Regions from separate parts of the Danio rerio genome. Here all the other regions are linked to region 1. Evidence: chromatin contacts called from public HiChIP or PLAC-seq and Micro-C data. All regions are on one chromosome and are shown on one strand. The core of a region is the stretch at or near the end of the contact, and the rest is flanking DNA. Distances in the headings are between cores, read along the strand shown. Region 1 holds the start of nudt19 (nudix (nucleoside diphosphate linked moiety X)-type motif 19). Region 2 holds the start of slc7a10a (solute carrier family 7 member 10a). Region 3 holds the start of cep89 (centrosomal protein 89).

What was found. A called contact is a pair of places that touch in the nucleus more often than the background predicts. HiChIP or PLAC-seq counts read pairs in DNA pulled down with a chosen protein or histone mark.
Region 2: an H3K4me3 HiChIP or PLAC-seq map of gastrula embryo shows a contact between it and region 1, with 2.7 times the contacts expected there. The contact joins the promoter of slc7a10a here to the promoter of nudt19 in region 1. A contact is called at or near these places in 2 of 18 Hi-C or Micro-C datasets (caudal fin and an unstated tissue) and 3 of 4 datasets of contacts at active chromatin or transcription factors (caudal fin, embryo and gastrula embryo).
Region 3: a Micro-C map of caudal fin shows a contact between it and region 1, with 5 times the contacts expected there. The contact joins the promoter of cep89 here to the promoter of nudt19 in region 1. A contact is called at or near these places in 3 of 18 Hi-C or Micro-C datasets (caudal fin, hematopoietic stem cells and an unstated tissue) and 2 of 4 datasets of contacts at active chromatin or transcription factors (caudal fin and embryo).

What each region holds. Positions count from the first base shown.
Region 1 is chr7:38,743,593-38,746,748 of GRCz12tu, forward strand. nudt19 (nudix (nucleoside diphosphate linked moiety X)-type motif 19) reads left to right here and starts at 1,509. Exons shown (of 3, transcript NM_001128786.1): 1 at 1,509-2,284. The coding sequence starts at 1,532. It overlaps slc7a9 (solute carrier family 7 member 9), which reads left to right. Exons shown (of 14, transcript XM_073908786.1): 14 at 1-1,181.
Region 2 is chr7:38,553,831-38,556,986 of GRCz12tu, forward strand. It overlaps slc7a10a (solute carrier family 7 member 10a), which reads right to left and starts at 1,673. Exons shown (of 11, transcript NM_001386372.1): 1 at 1,444-1,673. The coding sequence starts at 1,591. All of the region lies in intron 3 of LOC141375411 (a long non-coding RNA gene), which reads left to right.
Region 3 is chr7:38,608,546-38,611,701 of GRCz12tu, forward strand. It overlaps cep89 (centrosomal protein 89), which reads left to right and starts at 1,700. Exons shown (of 20, transcript NM_001430965.1): 1 at 1,700-1,977; 2 at 2,194-2,300; 3 at 2,473-2,625. The coding sequence starts at 1,927. LOC141375410 (a long non-coding RNA gene) reads right to left here and starts at 2,111. Exons shown (of 2, transcript XR_012383423.1): 1 at 1,448-2,111; 2 at 1-551.

The DNA of each region.
Region 1 (3,156 bases), core at 259-2,758:
CAGTAATGTGGGACTTTATTTTGCTCACTATTCTTAGATCCTAATAAAGTGCAACCAATGATGTTCTGAACATTTCATTTTACAGTTCATCCCAATTATTTTTTTTACAAACGATTGTAACCAATTCTATACACTTTTGTTAAAGCACTAAGTAAACATTATTTCTTATTTGAACATAGTTTTGTAAATAATTTTCTTGAATTCAGAGAAAAAACATGATTCAATCCTTAAAGTAAGCAAACAAAAACTTTCTTGCCCCGCCCACTCCCATGAAGCAGCACGAATAACAAACAACAAATAATTAGATGCATATTATGCATCTTCTCCTCACGTCTAGTTTTCTGTATATTGGGGGTCAAAATGTCCAGATGGACAAGAGTGACTTTTATGTGTAAGTTGAAATGAACACATCTGTTTACATTAGTATCAAAAACAAACAAGAAAAAAAAACTTTTCCAGTCATTTTTTTCTGTGATAACCAAAAACTGTGCTGGATTATTTTGTCTCTGATGCCCTCTTGTGGAGAAAAAACATCACATAAAGTTGCGCATGTACTCGTGTTATCGAGGATGATGCTAACACAACTAATACACTTAAATATGGAAACTCCAAATTAAAACTTTTGCATTCAAATATGTACCTAGACATGAAAATATCTCCTACTTCCATTTCCAATTAACTTCTAAATTTACTATATTTTTGTATGTATATCAAGTTAAAGTGTGACAAATGTAACAACATCTTGTGCTATTAATATTTTGCTTTTTAATCTAAGTTTTGGCCAAAGATTACTCAGAGAGAGAGAGAGGGGGGGGGGGGGGGATGAAGAATCGCATTTAAACAATTCTTTAAATGCAGTGACTATGGTAATTCACTGATGTAATGCTTTACAGGATTGTATTTTTGCTCCACATTAAAGCCATCCTGTACACAGTCCTGTACCCTTTGTCTTTGACTGATTTTCTTTTATTTTTTGCTGCGAATTAAAGTTTCTCATATTGTGAATCATCTTGTTGCTGCTGATTTGCTTAACTTTTGTGTAATCGCTATGAAGCAGGAAATACTGCTGTTAATAACCAAACCGTCACTCTTGCACTCTGTACTTAGAAATACACCTCATACCATAGAAAGCATATGGGTTAATATGGGTTTAGTCTGATTGAATAATAAATGATTTCTCTGATCTCTCTGATTTCAAGCCTGTTATTTACCACACAGATGTTTGTGGCTACTATAGTCAGGGATATTGGTGTTGGTATTTTTGCATTTGGTTGATGTCATAAATCACTATGTTTAATTAATTTTACTTGTAGTATAAATATTCTTCAGTGCGAGAAAAAAATATGTTGAGGTAAATGTAGTAATGAGACGTAATCATTCATCCCTTGCGGTAGATGACGCTCAATGATCAAACAATAAAAACACTACCATTTTATCAGTGCTGTCCTTCACGACATGTCAGGTTAGTTGTCGGACGTCGAAAGTTTCCGGATAGGTTCTCTCAGTGATGAACAGGTAAACAGGCGTCAGAATGAACACGGCGCTGAAACACTGGAGGGAAGCGGCGACGGTGATTCTGACGGCCGGGCTGAGGCGCGCTCCGCCTGCAGACACTCTTAAAGCAGGGCTGGAGAAAGTCACAGATGTAGCGCACAAATCTGCCTTTGACTATGAAGTGCTCCTGCTGAAACGCAGCAGGAACAGCGGGTTCATGCCCAATGCCTATGTGTTTCCTGGCGGTCTGGTAGACGCGTCGGACTTCTCCAGCGAGTGGCAGGAGCTCTTTAATCCCTTCACCAAAGCGCCCAACTACGGCGTCAAAGTGGTGAAGCAGTCGCCGGAGACCAGGCCGCCCATCTTCGCCACTGACAGATCCCAGCTGGGCTCTCCGATCCCGGGAGACGTGGCTTTCAGGATATGTGCCGTGAGAGAGACGTTTGAGGAGTCCGGTGTGCTTCTAGCTCTTCCCAAAGACGAGTACAGCGTGACCCGCACGCGCAGCCTGGATACGCAGCCGAGCCTGACCAGACTGAGCGGACAGTGGGGCACAGAGGTGCTGTCAAAGTGGAGATCTCGGGTTATTGGAGACCCTGCCAACTTCATTAAGATGTGCAGGGAGCTGCAGTGTCTGCCCAACATCTGGGCTCTGCACGAGTGGGGGAACTGGCTGACACCCATAGGCTTGTACGGCAAACAGAGGCGATACGACACGGCCTTCTACATCTGCTGTCTGCAGGAGACTCCACACACACTGCACGACGACAAGGAGATCGTTCACTTTAAGGTGTGTGTGTACAAATTACAGCGGTGACCTGTTAGATGTTTGCTGTGTCCAACATTACATTATTATCTGGTAGATACAGCTAGGCATGGGATGATAACCGTTTTCAATGTACACCGCGGTTTAGAAAAGTCAAGGTTTTAAAACCGCCAACATTTTCTGTAAGACCGTTCCAAAGGTAAATGTAGGATTTTTTATTTACATTTTTGTTTGGTTTTTAGGACAGCAGTATCTTTAGCAGAAAACAATATCCTAATATGTCGTTTTAAATAGTAAAGAAATCAGTGTTTTTTAAACAAATGAAGACGGCAGAAGTCAATGATTCATTTTCATTATTTAGCCTGACATGTTTACTGCTCCAAAATATTATAAATCTTTGATATATATATATATATATATATATATATATATATATATATATATATAGACTTCATTGTTTTCAAAAAGGGAACGGTTTTTGTTTTTTTATCCAGACATTTAAAAATAATATATTTTAGAGCAGTAATCACAATACTGTGATATTTTCATTCAAGGTTATCATACCATCAGAATCTCATACCGGCCAATGCCTAGATACAGCACCATGGAACAGTCATAGATCATTTATCTAGCAAAATAACAGCAAATAGTTGCACACTATGATGAACCCTCGTTAATATTCATAATGATACAAGGTGCTTATTAATTAGTTATGCTGCTTCTAATTAGTGCTGTTCATCAAATGACTAAAGGCCAAGAAACAACTACTAATGAACTAAAACTTTCCCAGACCTTACCCCACCCCCATACTTACAATTAATGGGATAGATGATCACCCATGACAATTCTGTCATTATTTACTCATCTTTAGGGCCAGACAGAATTTTTTACTATTT
Region 2 (3,156 bases), core at 423-2,922, 190 kb before region 1:
AAAAAAGGTAAACATTCAGTTAAGATCGGTTATATCTTGATCGCCCTAAGACTGTTTCTTGTAAAAAAAACAAAAAAGTAAATAAATAAAAACATTTTATAAAAAGAAATAGTACAAAGAGAAAGACTAGTCATATACTTGGCAGTTATATGCTACTTATTAACCTATGAAAATCTTCAAACGATTAAAGAGTACATCTAAATGTATATCTCTAACAACTGGTACACAGAACCTGGTGCTTTTTGGCAGCATTGCATTATCTACAGCAAATTCAGTAATTTGAGTCCTGCACATATAAAATAATGTGGAAAATATTGGTGGAAATATCCACTATTTTTTTTAACATATCTAGTATTTTTATTGCTTAAACTGAAGCGACTTTATAAAATAAAGATAACAGTTTATGCTGTGGAGACCAACTCTCTTCAATAGCCCTGAAACAATGCTCAAAAGAGTAGAGACAAGTATCACTGACAAGCCAGACACAACATATTTAAAATTACATTAACAAAAAACTCCTAAAACTTATGGCATCCACAGGAGGACCTTCATTTGAGCAAGACAATAAATGCATTCAATGAATAAACATTTTGTCATCAGCTCACATTCCAACTGTTACATTAGGCTACTTGTTAGTGAGGGTTCTTCATTGGATGTATTATACGTTCATCCCTATGGTTCAATGGTTGACTAAATTTAGATGTGAGGATGCAAAGACAACATGCATTATATTTTTTGCTTTTGAACCAATTTCATGAATGACTATACTGTAATCCTAATCCTACTACAGAACATCCCTAACACAAGATCTTTGTGTGGTTTGCATCAAGGGATGTAAACGTCCTCGCTATAAACGTACACTTCCGCATACTGTAATTTGATATATTTCCCTGTCTCGTATAGCAATAGACTCTTATTCTGTGGATTTCTTCTGGGCACGTGAAGGACAGACACAGTGTGGTGGGCTGCTGTAGCCACGTAAGCGCGGAGTTGAGTTTCAGCCCGTTTCTCTTCCTCAATGATGCAATCCGCGCTCTGATGAACAGATCTGACTGCTGGACACTACTGTAAGTAGCGGCATGGCACGAGCCTCTACCAAAATCACGCTGTTTGCCCTCACTTGGACTGATGACCAACCATACTAGACAGCCGTACGTACTGTCACACTGTGTGACGATTTAAGTTTGGCCATAAACTTTGACAGCTACATTAGCTTTTTAATACTTTATCTCAGCATAAACAGTCGACACAGAGCAACTCGCATTTCAGAGAGCAGATGTTGCCAGATGAAACATTAAGACTATTTAAGAGTGAGGGCTAAAGACTGATGGGAATGGCGAATAGAGAAGCAGATGTGAAGAGGACAAAGAAACAAGCGGACAGAGAAAGTTGAAGCTAAAGCGCAGCACGCGTTGACACATCAAGCATAAGGAAACATCTCACCTATAATTATGGCGCACGCGCTCAAAAGACCAATTTCTTTCTTAAGAGTCACTCTGTCTTTAGATCCACTTTGGTTTCCTCTGGAGTCCAACATCTTCTGTTGCTCCGACTTCGCGCAGTTTCTCCGGTTCGTTTCGGTTCCATCCATTTGTGCGGCTGTTCAAGAAAACGGCATCTGTATCCGCGCCCGCTCTCATATAGCGAGTTGATGCAGGACGCAGGGCGCTGACGCATGCGCAGAACTCCTGCTGCCTGCCTCCATAGAGATCAACAGGTTGTACTGTGCGCTGGCACGCGCTCACCTGCACCACATGCGAACAAAGAGCAGGACACCGGTGGCACGGAAGCTGCTCAATATCACAGCATTCATTGTTAAAATTGCCATAGCTGGTTACTAGGACTATTTGGAAACTAGGGGCTGTACACAGAGAGGTTTTTTTTGTCGTGACAATGAGCCGTCAATGAGCCGTCATATAAATGATTGAATTTTATTTTAATAGCATTATTAGTAACATTTCACTTAATTTAACTTTAAATTAATCACAGGTGTTAATTTAATAATTACATTGTTTTATTTATTTATATATATTTTATTTTATCTTGTTAATCCAACATTTTTTCAGAAGTACCCAACACATTTCAATTTATTAAAATTCAAATGATCATTAGTTAACAAATGAACACATCACACTACAATCCACAGCTACTAAAAAGATTATTTAAACAAACTTCTCGTCTGCTTTCGAATGTTCTTCCTTTGGATGCTGTTGATAAAGTGAATATAGATCTTCAGTTTTCACAGTCCCATTGTTTCCGCTCTGTAAGTATTTGATGGTTTTGTGGGTGTTATGAGTGGTCTCAAATGCAGGTGCATATCAGTCTATATCTTTATTTCACTTTGCAGTAAAGTGTGAACTGTTAAGAGACAATTGGAATCATGAAATCTGTACTTTACCCTTGTGTACAGTTCATATTGACTACCCTTTTGTTATGTTGGTGGCTGTTTTTGCCCCATAGACTTCCATTATAACCACATTTTTTAATTACAAAGTCATGACACAAAATAATCATGCTGTCTTGATTGTTGGGGGTTTTCCCTGTTGCCAAGAGGTACAATTTGTCATTTTTACTATTGATCATCAGTTGGCAGCATTAACCCTTTAGATAGGCCTGTGCAATAATAGTTTCTGGCTTTTATATGGAGTTCTACTGAGTGAAACAGCAGATTATAGTGTGTGTGCATAAATACACTTAATATGTTTACTATGTTCTGAGAGCTAAACTTCTTATTTGAATTTTCTCAGACATATCAAGATGTGCAATAAATCCCTTTCTCTCTCTCACACACACACACACACACACACACACACACACACACACACACACACACACATACATTACAGTCCATAACTTCAAACCAGAAACCTTTTGCACTGAAACTAAGGATCAACAGCAAAAAATGGAAGTCAATGGCTCCACCAACAGAACAATAGGTTTGCCCAGAGTGCATCGTTGAGTTTAAAAAACACGCGATTTTTAAAAATGTCTCAAAATAACATTTGTCAATAAAATCATTACATTTCCTGAAGCACAGAGAAAGTTGTGGCCAAGTTACGACTCAAACTCACCCCAATGAAGACATCTCCAATAACAAACAAAGCCACCTCTCGTTTAACTGGTTTGGATTAAGATGGGTTTAACCTACTGCTGCGG
Region 3 (3,156 bases), core at 450-2,949, 130 kb before region 1:
CATTGCATAAGCAATGGTTATGTGGAGGTATTAGTTTTGTAAGGCCTATTTAAAAAAACAAAAACAAATTGTGCTTCTTTTGTATTAGAAATATGACCGTATATTTCCAGAACTCAGAAGTCATCTACTCTGAAAACTCTTACATTTAGTTTTCAAAGATTTGTGAGTCCGAGATTCACATGTGAAACTCGAAGTAACGGCAGTGCAGGAGAAATATCTTATCAAAAGTGTATAAAAAGGCTTTCATGCTCTTATATAATGACTGAAAGAGTTCTGCAGCTCTGAATTTTATTGAAACTATTTAGTCTACTCAATGAATGATAGGAAAAGCATCATTTTTATAAAACTGCACATGTGAATCAGAGCAGTGAAGGTGGTGTGGTGGACTAATGGGTTTTAAATCACTCACAGACTGGGGGATTTTATGGTGTGGCTTTGGTTGGGTTATTGGAGGGATTGCTTCCCAACGGCAGCAGTGATGTCACAGTGGTTAAGAGCGTCTGTGTGTGTGAAAGAGAAAGTTGGAGAAGATATTTCTGCATCTTCTACAGCTGGAAAGCATTAAAAAGAGCAAATCAGAAATACACTGACTCAGGACTTATTCAACAATTGTTTTAATTCTCAAACTTACTGGAAGCACGCATGTATCCTATATGAGTCTGCTTTTAACAGTAACATTTTCCACCAGAGCAATTTCTAACCGTATGACTCACACACCTACTTTCTCTTGTAATAATAAACATGCAGGATTTAACCCACTTACAAATGCAGTTAAGTTAGGAGCTGGCACAAACTATTAAAAATAATACTAGTACACCAAAATTACTTTTAATGACAGTTAACATTTTAAAAAATGAATATGGATATTGAACACACTACTAAGCTACAAGATTTAATATGGACTAAACATAGATCAGTATCAGGCCCAATCCAGACAATAAACCAGTATTGTTATGTGATTATTTTGTCTATTAATAAAACTATTATTACCAAAAACTTGTCTGTTACTTGTTTGTTTTTGTAATCGTGTTCATTAAACCTGTAACCATTTTTCCCACTAATAATCCACCTGTTGGGACCAATCTCTGTCCAGGTTGTTCATAAAATATCCCCATCAAATGTATTTTAACAAAACTGTGTCATTTGAAGATTAGATACTAAGTATAGAAGGTTTCACTTCAGGCAGGCTGACCAGGCTGACAATAATAGGATTAATAAATGTTAAACCTCTAGTCTACTATGTGTGATACGGATCTCTTTTAACAACTTTCCCTGCATGTTCTGTTGCAACTTTTTGAAGTATATTTGATTGATCATCTTCTCAAGCGTCCTGTTCTCAAACATGTTTCAATTTTGTTTACTTGGAGATTCTTGAAACTGTTACAAAGCCAAACGATTTACATACATTTAAACATGTTATTCTTCATTGAAAACTAAACAAACTTACCTTATTAGGCAACTGTTCTAGTCATTAATGGCATTACATCTAATATATAATATCCTTATTCTTATATTCTCCTCTATCACCTTTTCCACAGACTGCGCTACAGTTGAGTGGTCTAGGCGTCCCTCTGCTGGACAACTGCCGCAGTCAGACATGGCACCATGCCGTTGCTAAGACGATTAAAGCGACATTATGATTGGTTGGGCGAAAAGAGGCGACCCAATAGGAGCAGTCGTTATATTTCAATCGGTTTTCATGGAAAGCGTCTAGTTACGTGAAGTTGAGTTGAAGCTGTTTTTGAAGATTTCGATCATAAACAATGGCTGCGTATAAAAATAACATTTAAACTCTGCTGGTTTCATCCTTGAAGCATAGTTTTGCTCCAACAATAGCTCTGAAATGCGCGGTCCTTAGCACCGTTTTTATAAATCTTAATGTTAACCTCACATCTCTCACCGCAACGAGGAGGTTGGCTGAGGAACATGTCATCCAAATTCAACTTCAGCCTTAGGAGAAAAGAGAAGAGGGAATTTGTAAGTCTTCTATTACCTAATTATAAGACTTTAAGTTACATTTTGTAAAGAACTGTTTCAGCTGCCAGAAAAGCCTGTGCTACATATCAATCTATAAAGAGACGTTAACGGTGTACATTAATTGAACCCTCAGTGTTTGTTCGTACTTTGACGTGCATCCTTTGAAGCATTTGTGTTGTAAACGCTGTCATGGTGTGTGCTTTTGTGATTGTTTAGCGAAATATAGCTCATGGTTTGATCCCTGCTGCCACCATTGCCCCCAGACCTGCTGTTCCCCGCACCCCTCCTCCACGAAGCCCCAATCCCTCTCCAGAGAGACCCAGGTATACCCACCTACCATCTCCCAGCCCATACAAAACACTCTGGCTCTCACTATGTGTATATTGTGTTCTTGAGGGACAGTTGATAGACTCACCATTAACCCTGAATGCTTGTCAAAATTTCTTTACACCTTTTTAACTGTACATTTTGTAATCTCTCTGATGATTATCACAGGTCTGCTTTGGCAGCTGCCATATTGTCTTCGTCACTGACAGGTCGTACTGTTGCCATTCCTTCTCCACGCCAAAGATCTTATTCAGAGAGTGATTGTTCACGTGCAGACAGCCAAGCTGACTTTGAGCCCTATGCTACAGCACTTTACACCAGGTATAGTACTTGATTTCAGTGTCCTAAACCAGGAATATGTGAACCTTTTAGTCAGAAACACTCTGCCTAAAATAAAGTGATTTTATAATAATATTTAAATAATTGGACACAATATTATGGGTGTATAATGGTTGGTTCATTGTGTTACCTTATGAAATTGGTACTATTAACCAGCAATATGATATTTTTCAATACTTAAAAAAGAAATTGCAATATGGTTCTTATTTAATTAGATTCTGTGGAATAGTTCTTGATATTAAGATATTATGCGCCTAATTAAAAAAAAACAGTTACATTTTTATTACCTCATAACCATTGTGCACCAAAATATATAATAATATGCTAATAAATTTGAACTCTGTTACAAATACACATTCGCAAACAATTCACTTAAAAAATGCAATTAAAGGCGGCACAATGGCTCAGTGGCTTGCATTGTCGCCTCACAGCAAGAAGGTTGCTGGTTCAAGTCCTGGCTGACCAGTTGGCATTTCTGTGTGGAGTTAGCATCTTCTCCCCGTGTTCGCGTGG